Linked DNA regions of Zea mays: region 2 is linked to region 1. The links are chromatin contacts, called in public Hi-C maps. All regions are on one chromosome and are shown on one strand. The core of a region is the stretch at or near the end of the contact, and the rest is flanking DNA. Distances in the headings are between cores, read along the strand shown.

Evidence for each region. Hi-C and Micro-C count contacts between places; a contact is called where the count stands out from the background.
Region 2: a Hi-C map of ear shows a contact between it and region 1, with 1.9 times the contacts expected there. The contact joins the promoter of LOC103640218 here to the promoter of LOC100281629 in region 1. A contact is called at or near these places in 5 of 25 Hi-C or Micro-C datasets (bundle sheath, ear, endosperm and 2 more).

The regions. Positions count from the first base shown.
Region 1 is chr9:118,635,634-118,639,576 of Zm-B73-REFERENCE-NAM-5.0, forward strand. It overlaps LOC100281629, which reads left to right and starts at 1,989. Exons shown (of 4, transcript NM_001154548.2): 1 at 1,989-2,164; 2 at 3,327-3,392; 3 at 3,466-3,530. The coding sequence starts at 2,039. It also overlaps LOC103638906.
Region 2 is chr9:118,854,676-118,858,618 of Zm-B73-REFERENCE-NAM-5.0, forward strand. LOC103640218 (peroxidase 57) reads right to left here and starts at 2,083. Exons shown (of 2, transcript XM_008662848.2): 1 at 1,731-2,083; 2 at 577-1,597. The coding sequence starts at 1,964. The coding sequence ends at 836.

The DNA of each region.
Region 1 (3,943 bases), core at 739-3,238:
GTTTTTGGCCATGTTCAAGGCCAAGCTAGTTTTTTTCTAGTGAATACCAAAGTTGTAGAGTTTTTAATAAGCTTTCTAACGGTGTTTAACATGTTGCTATATGTTTAACATAAATTCAGTTATGATTGTTTGATATGACTGATGCTATCCTATCATCACAAAAGTTTAGTTAGTTTGCAGGCTTGTTTAGGTACCTTAGTGCCTTTAAACTATGTGCCAGTAAGGACACGTGCTATAGGGAGGCCGAGATATTGATGAAGATGTTAGCCATAGAATCAAAACAAGATGGATGAAGTGACATCAAACATCTGACATTCTGTGTGACAAAACAGTACTATACACGTTAAAAGGCAAATTTTATAAGATGATAATTATACTTGCTATGTTTTATTTTGATGTTAATCTTTTCTTATGTTATCAAGCACAATTTTACGAAAAAAAAGAATAAAACTTTGCAAAAATGTTTTATGCATTATTTGCTTCCTACACAAAAAAGGTGAATAAATATCCGAATTTTATATCTATCATTTGAGAAGATATATGGTAAACTTGAGGTTTACCTTTTATTAATCTTTATAAGCTCAATGCTAAAAACAAGAATATAAATTTGTATAGCAGATTATATTCGCAAACAAAGAAAACCGACCAAAAAAGCTGATATCCGAATAAGTATCCGTTTTCGACCATTTCCATCCCTGCCACGGTTATCAGAGGACCATCAGGTAGTATACCCTACCTATTCTAACATATTGTGGATAAATGTCACAAATATGACTAGACGAGAATATAACATCAACTACGGAAAATTTGCATAGCAAAATAGGGATAGGAAACAAATGCAAAAAAAATATATTCGCCCTTACGTGTTCTCTTCCTCTATGCTCAGCCAAAGAGGTATCGATTCATTTTTGTCAATGCCGGTTATTTACAACTGCTCATATTGATAACAGTTCCAATTTATTATGAGTCCCTAAAAGTTGATCCTGTTGGAAATAGTCCCATATCATGTGTTGTGAAAGAGCAAACATGGTTAATATGGTTGAGGGTTTAATTCTAACGAGCTAGCTTTATGGGAGGGTGTTGGCCCAACAGACCTAAAGTCTGTTGTTGTGCGTTCGGGCGCGTGTGTTGTGGCCGGATGGCCTGAGTGGGCGCGCCGTGTGTGTGGGTGACCTGACGGACACGCCTTGTGTTGGCGGTCCGGTTCCAATAATTGGTATCAGAGCCAGGATGGCCTAGTGCATTCTCAGACAAATCTCGGCTAGCAATGTATGATGGAGAGATTATTGAGATAGTCTCACATTATGTGTTACACACACGATTGCTGTTACACACACGATTGCTGATCCAAAATCCATCAAGTCCACACCTTAAATCCAAAGAAGAATTACATGCATTGCATATGCATAATCATATACAAAAATTAGGAAATAGGGAGCACAACCTCACCCTTAAAAACTGTTGGCATTAATTAAATAATAATAAAATGGAAATAATGATGCGCAAGGATGCAAGGAGAGATTGCGTACGACTGGAATCGGAGCTCGTCTTCCGGGACGCTGTCGATGAGGTTGATCTGATCGTACAACGAGAAGGTCCTCCTGCTCATATCCGCGTCCCAAACAAATCAGATAAGCACCCGAGGAGAAGAAAAGCAACAAGTCACATTTCCTCGGTCCAGCAGGAGCCAGCGTATACCTGAGAGACGGAAGGCGCCTGTGTCGTGCGCTGCCGGAGACGGGATCACTCCGCAGCGACTTCACCAGCTGCGGCAGAGCCCCCAGGGCCTTCTGCCCCCAAGCCGCCGCCATCGCCTCCCTCCCGCTTCGCCCGTCGGTCGGCTCCTCGGCAGGGGCGGTCGTTCTAGAGGGGTCGGGAAATTTTGCATAACGGAAATTCGAACGGGTCCCACTTGACGATTGGAAATTCGGCCCTGCGGTTGGTTGGGCCTTTGGTTATTTGTTTACACACATTTTCAACTCTGTACTGGGCGTAGGCCGTAGGCCGTAGGGCGAGCTCCCAGGTCGACGTGGCGGGGATGGCTGCGACGGCCGGCGGTGGCGGTGGTGGAGGGGCTAAGGCGGCAGTGACCGAGCAGATAGCACAAGCAGTGCGGTCCACCTCCAACCTCCTCCAGCTGATGGAGCAGTCCTCCCCCGCTCAGGTCTCCCGCCTTCTGCCCCCATCTCGTCTTGTTTGGGTCTAGAGTGTTCCGATTGTAAGCATGATTTTACAGCCGTTTGCTGATCACAAGAATCAACGCTTTTCCAAATTTGTGCGAAATTGACTTAATTTATGCGGTAGTTCGTGATGTCTCCCTTTACTCTTTAGATTAGAGACAGTATGGTTAGGATTTTGGATGGATTTACTTTTGTCTTGAAGGTGAAATGATTGTCCAATTCATGAATGTTATTATCTTCATCCTATACTACATAACCTAGAAGTTATTCTTTTGGAGTTTGGCGGGTTCTTCTTGCCCTTGAGCCTGCGAGCGAGCAGTAGGTAGTTTTTTTTGGTCGAGGTCATTGTTTTGCTGTATACAAAGACTCAAAGAGCGCCCAAATGTAAGGGTTATTGCCCCCTTTTTTTCTTAATATAAAATTTAGCAGCTCTCTTGAGTGCTCGATAGAAGTAACCGCTCTCCTGAGTGCTCGATAGAAGTAACCGAGAATCTGTAGGCATTCGACTGTCATTGATTAAGCAGTGCGCTTTGATTGTCATCTAGCAACTTCCACAATGCTGCGCTGAAGTGTCCATTGTGCAGCATGGTGTTACGGCTTTAGATGGATCCTCTACTTCAGGCTACAATTACCAACATGCCAATTCACTTATTTAAGGAGTGCTACTAAGTTTATGAGTCGTTTTATAGTTTAGTTTTGTATTTTCAGCTCTACCCACCTCTATCTCTCAACCCCTTTCTGATTCTTTCTGATTTTTTCCTCATATAATTCAATAAAGGTTCAGACAGTTCAATGAACTGTGCCATACTTTCTTTCGATTAATAACTTTATGAAACTGTGTCCACAACATACATGCTGTGATGTTATGATCTTACATTGTTGTTACAAGTACAAGCGGTCAGCTAGGGGGTGTTTGGTTTGAAGAATCAATCCATTGCATCACGAGTCCATTTCACAAATTTAGTGGAATGAGCTCATTCCTCATATTATTACTAACTATTAGCTTATGAGGAATGGAATGGTGATAGATGAACTCATTCCATTCCACAAGTGAGGAGTGAGAAGATGATGGACTACCTCATTTCTCAAACCAAACACGCTATTAGTTAACCAAGATAATCAACATAGATGTACTTGTGGTCACAGGTTCATTTGGCAAAACTACCGAAGAACCTGCTGGAAAAAGCATCCTTTGCAAAGAACACAGAGCATGTAAGAAATAAGTGTAGCATTGGATGCCAAAACTAGTTGTAAGGTAGCAGTTAATATCTGTGTCCTGTTCTAGGTGCTGCACCAGCTACCTCAAGTAATATCATCCTTGGATGCTTATATGGACAGGAGTTTGCAAAGGTTAGCTTCCCCTATATGCATATTTATTTATTATGTTCACAGTACTGCTAGCTGTTCTCTAAAACTTAGTCATGGAGCTTTTTAGCTGCAATTCTGTCCAGATTCCAACCAACTAGGCTGAAGTTTATTTTCTTCCTCTTTGCCTTCCAGAAAAGGATCACTTATGTCAGTGTTGTGTCATATGATCGTTATGTCTTAATATACAATTTTTTCTTTTTTTAAAAAAATATTGCGAGACAGACTCGTCAATTTATTTCTAAACAAGAAGATCAACTAGCGAGCTTCTAGCTTACATTCGAATGACCCTTTCCCACTAGAACATATTGGTCTAGGATACATTCATCATAAGTAAACTGAAATCCCAGCTTGTAGTTCTGTAAGACGCACGCATGTCCAGATTTTCATGGAACTAA
Region 2 (3,943 bases), core at 833-3,332, 220 kb after region 1:
CTTCACGGACCCCCCCCCCCGGTCCAACTAGATGCACAAACTAGTGCCTAAATTATTGCTTGCTTTAAAGAACTCAAAGAGCCATAAGAATCCTACCTCCACAGTAGTGCACTTCTGTGGCGCGGCATGAGGGAGAATGGGAGATGAATAGGTCATAGGTGTAGGGCTTGGTGTTAATTGGGGCGCTTGGTGTTGTGGTCTTATGGAAAATAGGCTGGTGACCTGGGCGACTGAATCATGCCCATACGTTTGCGTCTAGGATGATAGCTTGACTCGTTTGGCTTGTTAGTGAATCGAGCTAGTACTAGTTTGGCTTGTTAAAAATATATATAAACGGGTCGATCTAATCCAAGCCACCAACAATCATATGAGGACTTGCACATCAGTTATCATAGTCAATGGCGGAAGTAGCGGTGGGACGAGCAGGGCTCGAGCCCCCTACCGCTTCCGAGGCCATGGAGTCCCACTAAAATCTCTTCTAAAATATAAAATATACACAGGATAATGTAGAAGGAGCTATGTCATAAGCTAAAATGTACACACCGGGAACATAATGTTTGCCACTTCCACGATGGATTGAGTCAAAAGCTAAAAGTTTCACTTGAATTCCTGAGATTTACCATACACGGGGTACGTTAACCCATCATGTTTGTTATTACAAATTAAATCCAACATCATGTTACAAAAAGAATGAATCAAACTTGACGCGGAAATGAAGCAAATGGGAAGGAGAAGGGCAACAGTATCAGACGATCAAACCATGTACTCCATAGAAAAGTAAGCAGGAATGACGAAGAAGACCAAAGAGGGTGAAGATCAATATGATGGCGGATCCTCAGTTGAATCTGTTGCAGACCTTTCGGATCTCCCCCTGCGTGCCGGTGACCACGTTGACCTCGCTGAGCTTGACGAGCGCCTTGGGGAAGAGCGAGGTGAAGAGGCCGCTGTCTTTGGCGAGCAGGTCCACGATCCAGCGCGTGGACCCGTCGCTGTACAGGTTCTGGTCGCAGGCGAGCACGCCGCGGCGCTGCTGCAGGTTCCTGTAGTAGTGGTTGTCCAGCTTGAGCGCGCTCCACTGGTCGTCCAGGAACACGGCGTTGTTGTCCGACGAGGGCACGTTGGGGCACACGTAGTTCTTGTACACGAACGCGTAGCCCGGGTCCATGCCGGGGTCCGTGGCGCCGGCCCTGCCGCCGTACCGGTACAGCCGGCTGCCCTTGATCGCGCTGCAGCGCGTGGCGCCCACGGTGTGCGCGCCCAGCAGCAGCACCGCGTCGAACGCGCTCAGGCCCAGCCCGCCGAAGTACGCCACCATCTGCGCCGCGGTGAACTCGGGCGCCGGGAGCCTGACGTCGGGGGCCAGCGACCGGCGGCGGTCCCTCCGCCCCGTGCGCACCGCGTACGCGGCCCCGCCGGCCAGCGCCACGGCGTCCCGGGTGGCGAGGATCTGGATGTCGGAGCAGGACACGACGCCGGGACACTTCCGCTCCAGCTCCGCCTTGACGGCCGCGATGACGTCGTAGCCCTTGACGCTGAGGTTCGGCGGCGCCGTCTTCTCGGTGCCGGGGCCGTCGATCAGCAAACCACCGTCACAGCCCTGCAATTATATTGCTATTATACATATACCGTAGTGTCGTGTGTCATCTCGTTAACGAACCAGCGGAACACACGCGCGCGCGCGTCGGCGCGTGGGCTAGCTAGCTGCCTAGCTAGACACGTTGTACACGTACATTGACGGCGCACTCGTGGAACTGCATGCGGAGGAGGTAGGCGACGATGGGGTTCTCGCGCGCAAAGCGGGCCCTGACGATACTCTGCACCAGCGCCTCCACGTCGGTGCCGTTGCACTTGCCCTTGTAGAACCCGTACTGCAGCTGCGCGCTGCCGGCGGCGGCCAGTGCCAGGACGGAGACGGCCACCATGAGCGCCGCCGCGGCCGCACCATTGCGCGCTGCTGAAGCCATACCGATTTCTGACTGCCTGGTTAGCTTGGTTTGTACGTATTTGTGATCCTCGTCAGAGAATTATGGTATGGTGAGAGGGAAATGCTGCGACAGAAATAGGATGCCTCTGGGTCCGGGAGAATGATACAATGCAACAGAAATAGTGATGCGGGTTTAGTTGTTTACTGCTGTGTTTCATGGTCGTGGAGATCACGTACGACGGCGCTGACAAGCCCCATTTCTGTCGTCATCATTAAATAAAATGACCGTGCTAGCTGTGCCTGGAAGGTGCCTCTGAGTTTTGTTGTATTATTGATCCGGCTGGAATTCAGGCTCATGGTTTTTTATTTGGCCGCACACCTTGATGTTAATTGACTCAGTATATGTGGTGCATAGATCCTGCAATAGTGGGCTTGCACTAACCCACTCATCACACGAACAGCGGAACAGGCCATGGATGCCGACCATCGTTGTGCAGCATTACTACTCTTCAGAGCCGTTTTCTCAACACTTTATTTATTGTGCATTCGTTCATCATCCTAATAATCGAAAAAAAGGTGTTCTACTTGTGCATTGAAAAGTCTTGAACACAGCAACTGGGAATATAATATGAAGTTGATGAGCAATAGTTTGCAGTTTGGTCAAAACTCAAGACTTTGTTCTACTTATATGGAAGGGATGAGGGCGAAAATGTCACTAGTTACTTATTATATATATACACACAGTTCAATGCAACAAAATCTAAACCATTCAATAGGGATACGGATAACTAAGCACAGGTCTGCTCAGCTGTTGAACAGCGTTTGTTTAGTGGTCATCTTTGATTGATTGATGATGCACTGATTTATATTAGTCTGACAAGAGTCTTCGATTCTTTTTCTTGGGCTCTGCTCCTGCTCTCTTCTCACCTGACAAAAATAAGGGCCGACGCTTTAACATACTTGGGCCTCTTTCAGGCTGGCGGACTCCTGCGTTAGGATGGCCCACGCACGGTCTTGTGGGCCATTCGGGAACACACAAGCGAAAAACTCTTGTCATTCTTAACATGAAGATACCAATACCTCTCCGGTCCAGCCCATCTCAATCTTCTGTTGTACTGTACCCCCACGTTGATTGGTGAGGTTAATTTCTTTTTGGGGGTCGGTGGCCGTTTGACTTGGCGACTCCGCGGCACATGGGCACTGTTGCTTCTTGCTTGAGCTCCAATGCTCTCTCTGAGACTTTGATTGACCGGTGGAGGCGCTAGGTTAGGTAGCTTCAGTATATCAAAGGCATGCATACATTACTGTATCGTCATGAGCAGATCCAGCACATGAGAATGTATGTGCAGCTCCGGTTTGTATGGTCACACCAACTGCAACTGAATGTCTGGTTGCTTCAACTGTTGTCCAGATAACTTTTCTAGCAGAGCACGTATCGCAGGTCAAATTAGATCATGGTAGCTACCTATATGATATATATTACTATGCAGGAAGACAACTTGTAGGATTTTTATATAATAGTTTTAAAAATAAATTGCAAATATAGTTGTTGCTTAAAATGAATTGTAAATTTAATACGCAGTTGGCCAATGGATATATGACAGGTATCTACTAGGTCATTCTATGAATAGAAAGAGTTTATAGGCTAGGCCTATTATGGCCAATAGGCATATTAGTCATTTATATGGATGAAAATGGACAAAAACGAACAGAAAAAACCCATCTCTCCGTTTCGTTTCCATATTTTATCATCGGAAACGGGACCGGGTTCGGAATAGTCGAAAACAAAAACAGGAGCAGGAGCAGGATAAACTTGTGTACAAAAAATGAACTAAGATGGGAATATTAAGCGAAAACTTGTAATTTAATACAAACGCACATGATACTGATGACTAACTGGTGACTGACTAACAAGGCAACGACAAAAAACAAAAAAGATATAGATTGACAATACTTCATTGTTGTTTACTTGCTAGTGGTGTACATATAGATATGGCCGGTGTTGTTTGAGCATTTATG